2 separate regions of the Mus musculus genome follow, and region 2 is linked to region 1. The links are chromatin contacts, called in public HiChIP or PLAC-seq maps. All regions are on one chromosome and are shown on one strand. The core of a region is the stretch at or near the end of the contact, and the rest is flanking DNA. Distances in the headings are between cores, read along the strand shown. Region 1 overlaps Prkar1a (protein kinase, cAMP dependent regulatory, type I, alpha). Region 2 holds the start of Abca9 (ATP-binding cassette, sub-family A (ABC1), member 9).

What was found. HiChIP or PLAC-seq counts read pairs in DNA pulled down with a chosen protein or histone mark.
Region 2: an H3K27ac HiChIP or PLAC-seq map of the NIH/3T3 cell line shows a contact between it and region 1, with 5 times the contacts expected there. The contact joins the promoter of Abca9 here to the enhancer-like site in region 1. A contact is called at or near these places in 9 of 39 promoter capture datasets (the 3T3-L1 cell line, the C10 cell line, cranial neural crest and 5 more), 2 of 484 Hi-C or Micro-C datasets (bone marrow-derived macrophages and uterus), 4 of 115 datasets of contacts at active chromatin or transcription factors (the NIH/3T3 cell line, embryonic stem cells, heart atrium and 1 more) and 1 of 9 other capture datasets (liver).

The regions. Positions count from the first base shown.
Region 1 is chr11:109,669,417-109,673,888 of GRCm38.p6, reverse strand. It overlaps Prkar1a (protein kinase, cAMP dependent regulatory, type I, alpha), which reads right to left. Exons shown (of 11, transcript NM_001373913.1): 11 at 4,226-4,472. Fam20a (family with sequence similarity 20, member A) reads left to right here. Exons shown (of 11, transcript NM_153782.2): 11 at 325-963. The coding sequence ends at 589. Among named protein-coding and RNA genes, the nearest start is that of Gm39443, 18 kb to the right of the region's middle. Within about 2 kb of position 2,593, at least 158 of the 459 cell types and tissues checked have an H3K27ac peak or open chromatin away from gene starts, as enhancers often do. A contact at or near this core is called in the NIH/3T3 cell line, bone marrow-derived macrophages, embryonic stem cells and 3 more, where this site is marked.
Region 2 is chr11:110,165,741-110,170,212 of GRCm38.p6, reverse strand. It overlaps Abca9 (ATP-binding cassette, sub-family A (ABC1), member 9), which reads left to right and starts at 2,060. Exons shown (of 39, transcript NM_147220.2): 1 at 2,060-2,262; 2 at 4,171-4,316. The coding sequence starts at 4,221.

The DNA of each region.
Region 1 (4,472 bases), core at 1,344-3,843:
CAGACAGCTTCATTCACCTACTGGAAGTTTGTTCTGTCAGCTTTAAATCTTTAAAAACAAACCTTAAGTCAGTCAGTCTCTGTCTGTCTGTCTGTCTGTCTGTCTGTCTGTCTCTCTCTCTCTCTCTCTCTCACACACACACACACACACACAATCATTACACACCATTAATTCCTTTTCCACATGGCTTTCAGTGAAGTGTGTTAGCCTAGAAATAAGATCTCTAAGCACACCAGCTGCCAAGAGCTGTTAGTGGGGGCAAGTGCAGGCTGAGTTACCTTCCTTAATGTGCTCATCTGGCCCCCACCGCCTTTATCTCATCAGGATCAAAAGGAAAACACTCTTGCACCTTCAGCTGCTGGCTCAGGCTGACTACAGGCTCAGCGACGTGATGCGGGAGTCACTTCTAGAAGACCAGCTCAGCCCTGTCCTCACAGAACCCCACCTCCTGGCCCTGGACCGCAGACTCCAGATCATCCTGAAGACCGTGGAGGACTGCATAGAGGCCCACGGCGAGCGAAGAGTCATAGCCGAAGGGTCAGCACAACGTTCGGCTCCAGACTCCGGCCAGGCTAATCTGACGAGCTAATGGCAACAAACGTGGGACCTCAGAACACACAACTGGAGTCAGCACCTCATGCTGGTTTGTAGGCCCCTGTTGCCCCATTCCATCCTGGGGCACTGGAGGCCAAGGCACAAGCTCAGGGAGGAGGCAGGAACGCTTTGAAAAAGGCAAACGGGATCCACTGAACCTCATCTTTATCCTTGGGTGGAGGTCACTGCTTTTACGGTGCACTGGCTGGGGCTCTCTCTTCCCAACGAGCTCTGGCTCCATCAGGACTGCAGATTATCTTCTGAGCACACTGTGAAACCTGGATCTGGACCAGGCTTGGAAGGTTTGGAAGCTCTGTTCCCAGGAGCGGTTTTTATTCTACCATATCAAATAAAGGGACATCAAGCGGATAACTGGCTTTCTCCAAGTCCTTACTGTATATGCAGGTACAGTACACACACACCAAAAAAGTCACTTTTTTTATACTGACATTCTGGTCCCTAACACTATCTGAATACAATAATCTCAGCCAGGTCACTCCCAGAAATACTAAGGGTAAGACTGCTCAGTTAGGGGGCACACTCCAATCTGAAGAATATTATCAACTGAGGAATTGGCAACCGAGAGCCGTGTGGCTCGCAAGTGGGTGGGGTGCTTGCCTCTCAGGTTCAACCCCCCAGCATCACACATCCGGTAACGCCAGCACTCAGGAGAAGCTGAAGTTCAGAGACACTCTTGAGCTACACAGGGAATTCGAGGCTAGCCTGGGCTGCGTGAGGAAGTGACACCATGTATGTCAAAACCAAGAGCCAGACACAAAAGGGGGAGCTGGTGGAAGATTAGGGTCGCATGGCTTCATCAGATCAAATCACTTTATTGTCTGATAAAAGCCAGAGGATCAAAAAATATGGAGGGGAGGAAGAAAAGACATCACTACAAGGGACAAATCCAGAACCAGCAATGTCACTCAGACTTGTGCATATGTCCAAGGACAGACAGGATGACTGAGAACAGGTAGTATTGTTTTGGTCTTCTGAGATTGGAGTTCATGTACACCAGGCTGGCCCTGAATTCTTGATTCTCCCGCCTCTACTTCCCAAGTGCCTGGATTAAGGCACGAGTCACCATGCTGGTCTTGTAGTGGATGGTTCTGATTCATCCTAGCACCCCACGTTATGGGCACACAACCCCAGAACCCAGTTTGCGAAATAACCTTGCCTCTATTCACCCTAGAGCCTTGCCAGTCCCAGACACTACCCTGCAAGACATAGGTCTGCAACCCTCACGAGCATGCCCCTCCTCCAATGTGTAAGGATGAGAACTATAGCTCTCAAGAGACAAAACCACATCATCTTGTGGTTTAGACTTCTTCCAAAATGTATAGCATCACACCCATTTGTGAAGTCAAATTTGCTGGGTGCTGTGACTCATTCCAGCAAATCCCCACCCTTGAGTGGCTGAAACAAAGAGTGTAGAGTTGAAGGCTGGGCTGGGCTGGGCTGGGCTGGGCTACAGGAGAAAAAACAGCAAAGTCAACTCTTTACCAGAGAAAACTGGTTCTAAAGACTTCCCTCTCAAGAAGGCCCTTTTGTGAGGCGCAGCTTCCTGCAGCAACATCAACTGTTTCTTCTCTTCTCCCATGTCTGGGAAGCACAAGGAAGCCACACTGAAGATTGGGGGCTGGGGGGGACAGGCACTGTCAGATCAAAGAAAGGATGGTTTGGGGCTCTCAGCCAGCCTGGCTCGGGCGAGCTGCAGTCCATCTCCAACATGGCCTCCCTGATGCAGACCAGTCTCTCGAGACTCTGAAATCTGCTTTACATTTCAAAACCAAAGTAACTCGGCTTGATTCTATGATGGATAACTATATAGGCTACTTTTAACTATCTGTTTTTCTAACAACAACAACATAAAGCTAAGAGCAGCATTTTTCAAAAGCACCAGAAGACAAAAACATTCCATTCTCAGAGTGTGGAGTTCTTACAGCTTACGCACTCTGAATCATTGCTCAACTTCCCATGGGGAAAAAAAATATTCTGAGTCTATGTGAAAACTTTCCATGTTACCACTGGCAAGCAAATAAAAAAACCAAGACTGTGTGAACTGGTAGGGATCAGTTTGGAGGGATATGCCACAGCATTCTCCAAATGCTGGACCTATCTAAGGATAAGTCAATTCTCTTATAGGGAGCAATTCTGTCCTATTAAACTCCTGGCCTCTTAACTGGTAAATTATTACTGCCCCTAGGAGAAGTATGAGGTCAGGTTCTTAGGATTCTCTAGTCTAACTTCACTGACCCATTACTACAGAATCTCATCTTGTGTGGTAAAGATCATGTCTTTACATTGCTGGTTCTTTAACACTGCATCTGTCTACTGCTGCACGTTCACAGTAAGAGACAGCTTTCTCAAACTCAGGAACGCGAGTCAGCCCATGAGCACTATCCTGGGAGGCCTTCTAAATACCGAGTGACCTCATCAACAGCAGGCACGAGGGCCCCCACACAAGCGTGGTGCAGGAGGCCCCCAGGTGACATGGCCACAGATGAGGTGAGGCAGACCTCACTCAGCCTCGGGTGGGAAGGCAAGGGATAATCACGTTTTTCTCTGCGAGTGCAGCTCAGGTCCCAGAGGGCTTCTGGTGTGGCAGTCTCGGGGTCACACTTACATTGTACCAAGTAGGGAGACACGCAAATGCAGGATCTGCAGACTGAGAAACAGCTGCGACTCATCTGAGGTTGGCAAAGCTGAGCATAAAGAAAAAGCTCTCCATCTAGTGGTGACTTTTTTAAAATCACAAAGCTACTTCTTGTTCTTACAGGGACTCATGATGATGTCACAGTTCTAAAGTTATGCCAAGAAACAAATTTTAGCTGTGTATGTACACAAAAATGATGGTTTCTACAGAAATACCCCAAATGTAAGAAGGGAGAGATTTGTGTTTCCCCTTGGCAGATGTGATGGAGGGCAAATTAAATGGTTAGCATGGTTTTGGTCCACCCGGAAGTGCACTGGCAGGGCTTTGCCAAAGTTCACAAAGGGTCCAAATCTTTGAGGTTGGAGACAAAGTGACGCCACTGCCATTGTGCTAATTCAATTTCAGAATGTCAACACAACAGTAAACTGCATCCTGGGCCAAGTTTTAAAAGAAGGACATGCAGCTGGTGAGAGGAAGGGACTTCTGAACCTGGCCAGGCAGAGCTTAAGCAGCAGAACTCAGCCACTCTCCAGCACTAACTCCAGCTTCCCTGCGTGTGAAGATCCCAGTTATCACCAGAGTAACTCATGTGCTCACTCTTCAAACTCCAGGAAGAAACAGAAACAAATCTTGATGTGTAAGATCCTCAAGCAGCTACAGGTGGATCTTGTAAAACCAGGAGTCCAATCCAGTCTGTGAAGCCCTAAGGCACACAGACAGGTCTGTCCTGTGAAAACAACGCCATGGCTTTGGACAGAACCTTCCCCTTCCAGAGCTTGTTAGTGAGTCTGTCCCACACCCATAAAAGCAAGGTTTTGAAATCCACCCTTTGACAAACTGAATTGGAATGTATTTTAAAAAAAAATAAATACATTACTTTTTCAAAATTCTAATCCCAAAATTCACTTTCATTCTTTCCCACTGAAATTTTGGGGAAAAACAGAGGAAGAAAAGGAAGAAAGGAAGAAAAACTGATTCGTTTAAGAATTTAAATTATTTCATCTTTTTTATTCTGTGACCTACCATTGAGACAGTCTGTAACAAAAGAACAGCGATTAGATTAGCACAGAGTATATCAGACTAGTGTCCAGGAAACAGCAACTGTCCCTTTGGCCAGCTCTGCTTTCTCAGCAGATTGCTTAAATTCGCCCACCCATCCAGAGACAATGGTGCCAAGAGTCCACAAAGACACAGTATGCCAACCACGACTTCTGACTGATAT
Region 2 (4,472 bases), core at 811-3,310, 500 kb before region 1:
GAAGGTTCTGTGCCCCAGTATAAGGGAATGCCAGGGCCAGGAATGGGAGTGGGTGGGTTGGTGAGCAGGGGGAGGGGGCAGGGAGGAGGGGATTTTCGGAGGGGAAACTAGGAAAGGGGCTAACATTTGAAATGTAAATAAAGAAAGTATCTAATAAAAAAGAAAGAAAGAAAAAAGAAAAAAGTCACCCACACATATCACATAAGCCTGTATGTTAATTCCTTCCATGTTTAAACATCATTGTTGCAATCTGCTTTCTGCCATTTTAGTCTCATGATTATTTTCTAATTAAAAAAGACTATTGAAAATGAAAAAAGAAAAAAAGAAACAATGTATCTTTAAGGAGGATATCAGACAAAAACCTATGTGTCTGCAGTTCACCTGGGTCCAAGGAAAGAGAAAATTTATTCATTACTAAGAAATAAGACTATCTCTAAATTAGAGTGTCAGTGCAGAAGATGTTAGCAGTGTTATTAAGTGTGCTAATATGCATTCCACCGAAGGCAGAAGACATAGAGAAACTGTCTTAGTCAGGGTTTCTATTCCTGCACAAACATCATGACCAAGAAGTAAGTTGGGGAGGAAAGGGTTTATTCGGCTTATACTTCCATGCTGTTGTTCATCACCAAAGGAAGTCAGGACTGGAACTCAAGCAGGTCAGGGAGCAGGGGCTGATGCTTTACTGGCTTGCCTCACCTGGCTTGCTCAGCTTGCTCTCTTATAGAACCCAAGACTACCAGCCCAGAGATGGTCCCACCCACAAGGGGCCCTCCCCCCTTGATCACTAATTGAGAAAATGCCTTACAGTTGGATCTCATGGAGGCATTTCCTCAACTGAAGCTCCTTTCTCTGTGATAACTCCAGCTGTGTCAAGTTGACACAAAACTAGCCAATACAGAAACAATCAGAGAACTTGTTACAGACTATGAGTTCAGTATGCTTGTACAGACTTGGAAAAGTAGTTTCTGGATCTAATATAATTAGCAAATGGGTAAAAAGGCTTGAGACGATTGAAGGGATATTTACTATCTGTGTGATGCTTTGCCTTCCATGTACACATATATTCATGATGTGGTCATTGTCTGCTCTAAACACTTGATAACACGGCAAACAGGACATATCGAAAACGAGTGGTTGGACACAGAGCAACTTGCTTCCTGGAACCGGAGGCTAACATTAATATAACAATCTCTTCCTCCCCTTTCTCCCTCTCTCTTTCTCTCTTCCTCCTCCTGCCCCACCTCTCACTTTTGGAGCCAGGTACATAGCAAACGCGTATGCATTCAGATAAAGTCCAGAAGACAACTTTGGCCCTTGGCTATTATCCTTAGAAATATTGTCCGTCCGCCCACCTCCTTAGAGACAAAGTCTCCTATTGGTCTGGACCACAAAGCTCACTAATAAGGCTAAACGGGTTAGCAGCCAGCTCCAGGGATCCTCCTGTCTCCCCCCACCCCCACCCCCAGCATCACTGAGAATTTATCCCCCAAGCCAACATCCCTGACATTTTTACGTGGTATCTGGGAATCGAACTCAGTTCCTTATGCGTGCTAGGTTAGTGCTCTATTTGGTGAGCAGTCTCCCCAGGCTGAGAATACAATCTCTCTGTCAATATTATGCTTTCTATCATAAGAACCACGGTGCAGGCAGCATGCACGCAGTGCTACTGAGGTATGGGTAAAAATTCAGATGCACGCTCTTACACTGAAAACAGCCACATTGCTTCGTTGCCACGTGTAGATTCAGCTTTTAAAAAAGATCCAGGAGAGGTTTTGAGAATAGCATCTGACCTGACTTGTATGTTTGCTTCTGTAATTTAGGAAATTCTTTTCTGCTCCATCTTCTCTGAGCTGGCCTGTATACTATTTTTGTTTAAAGTACTCTTGAGAATCCACTCTTCTGTTAGGGGTTTAATCCAAAGGGGGTGGGGGGATTAAAGCCTAGCTTCTTCCTGGTTTGATAGTTGCTAACGTTTCAATATGTCAAGCCAACCATCTGCAACCACAGGATCCCTGCTGAGGAACTGGCGGGAGGCAGAGAAAGGAAAAACAGTGGAGGAGTGTGAGCAGAGCTTTTGGCAGCCAGTCTGAACCCTCAGAAGAATTCTCTTCAGAAACCAGAGTAAAACAGAACCAACCGTCCACGATAAGGAAAATCAAAATCAACATGTAGCAGTGACTCGAAAGAAGAAACGGGACTTCTCCTCCGGGACAAAGATCTGTGGATGGACTTCTAGAAGATTCTTGCTTCGGCTTCCTCAGAGTAAGTTAACCTCTAGACTGTGGTTGCTAGCACTTCAATGTGAGAGACAAGCAGAGACAGAAAAAGTGTGGCAAACATTCCGGAGAAAGTCGCCAAGTGTAGGAAGTTACTAGTAAGTTGTTTTGATTTTTCAAGTCTTTGAGTATTTTATACTGGGTGGCTGAATAGTAGTTAGAAAACTAAGAACTTTCGGTTTTACCCCATGGTTAAAGCATTTTGCATAAACAGCACATATCACAGAACAGGCAAGTGGGTAAATGGAAAGGAATGTAGCTTGCTTGCCTCTTGCTGTTTTCGAAGTTATTTGGATTGCTCTGTGTGTGTGTGTGTGTGTGTGTGTGTGTGTGTGTGTGTGTGTGTTCAGTTTTACTGCCAGAGGAATGTCAACATCAGGATACCAGATTTTATGAATTCTGGGTTGTTTTAACCAACTTTGAGAGCATTTGAGAAAACACTCAACTGACCCTCTTTATCATAGTAAATATATAAGAAGATCTTGAGATGCACGCGTTCTCTGCGTTCTCTGAGTAATGTGAATACCATCTGATTGGGAAGTGACTGGCTCGTAACAACCAATTTATTATTTTTAAATCATGCAATTTTTGCTATTCAGAGCAATTTACGCTAGCTAGGTATTTTATCTTTCTAGAGAAAAATGCATTTTACAAGAACATGTGTAATGTTACAATGTTAATGTCTTAACAGCCAGGAACAAATGATTTAATGCATGGCAATTAGATTATATAACCACATTTACTTATTAATATTTTCCTGCATGTATATTCTTAATTATCTAAGAAAGAAGAGTTGCCACTTGGAAAATATATCTTTATGCTTTTAGATACCAAGGCTTGCCACAGTATCAGTTTCTTAGTTGGAAATATAGTTTAGTATACATTGCAGTGTCCAACTGTAACAGCTTGGAGATCAATTATATAGTTGGTAACAATATTTATACATCTATATAGCTGGTAGCTAGAAGAAATATGAAATTATCCAGAATTTCTATTTTTTATCCCTTGGATTTATAAATGATTGACCTGTGGTAATTTTTTAGTGGCTTTTCCAAGAGTTTTTCAAACTTCAATTATAAAAGATCAATAGAGGGGTGAGTTAACCATGGTTTTGAGTTCCTGACATACAAAGCTCCTCTCTCTTTTTTTGTTGTTGTTTATTTAATTTGACTTATAAGTCCCATTTCATATCTGACCTTCATCGTTATTTCCCACAAATGATAATGACAATTATAACTAATGATAATCTTTTTAAAATTGTATTTGATAATGATCTTTTTTTTATTCCAGGGTGTATTGAGAAACATGTATTGCTCATAGTGTGAATTCATATAAATTATACTGCTATATCATTCAAGTTTTTTTTTAAAAAACATGATTTAATTGATACTATATCCTTAAAGATTTCTTAGGTTGAGCAATGGGTGTCAATGCAACTCTTCTAATTCCTACAGAGTGACATTTGTAAAAATGCACTCTCTCATGCCCTGCTAGCATGATTTATGTGTGCAAGCATCTTAGTACAGGTCCCTGAGTAAGGATACAGACCCAGAAGCAGCAGTGACTGACTGTTGGAATTCTGCTGAGTAGCAATCATAATTAGTAATAACTAACTTAATGAGCAGGGTACACAACCTATACAAATCTCTGAGAGCTTGGCTGCATCAGCATGTGACATTGTTAAAGTCTCCGAGAAGTCACTCCATAGAAGAAAAGACTCTCTTTCAATTATTTCCCCTTTTTAATTTTTTTCAATAGATTTGCCAACTTCTCTTTCCCCCCTTTCTTCCCTCTGTTTTCTATGTGTGGCATCCTTCCTCTTTAGGCACGTAACTAGGACCAGTTGTTAAGCTGTTTCTTTCTGGTTTGATTGCACAACATTTTTCTATTTCAGACTTTCACATCTACTTCCTTGATGTCCTTTAACAAAACAAACAAGTCAAAATGAGGAAGAGACACTTGAGACTGGGTCAGCAAATGTGGGCGCTTCTCTGCAAGAACTGGCTCAGAAAGTTCAGGATGAGAAGAGAGACCCTCCTGGTATGGTTCCACATCTGCCTGTTCTCGTAGTTAGTAAAAGGGAAAGGATATCTTCTCAGGGATACCAAGATAATTGTGAACCAGTGCTTTTTAATATGCCACAGATATAACTAACAGGCTTGAACTTTTCAAGTCCTGGGCTTTGCCACTATTTTA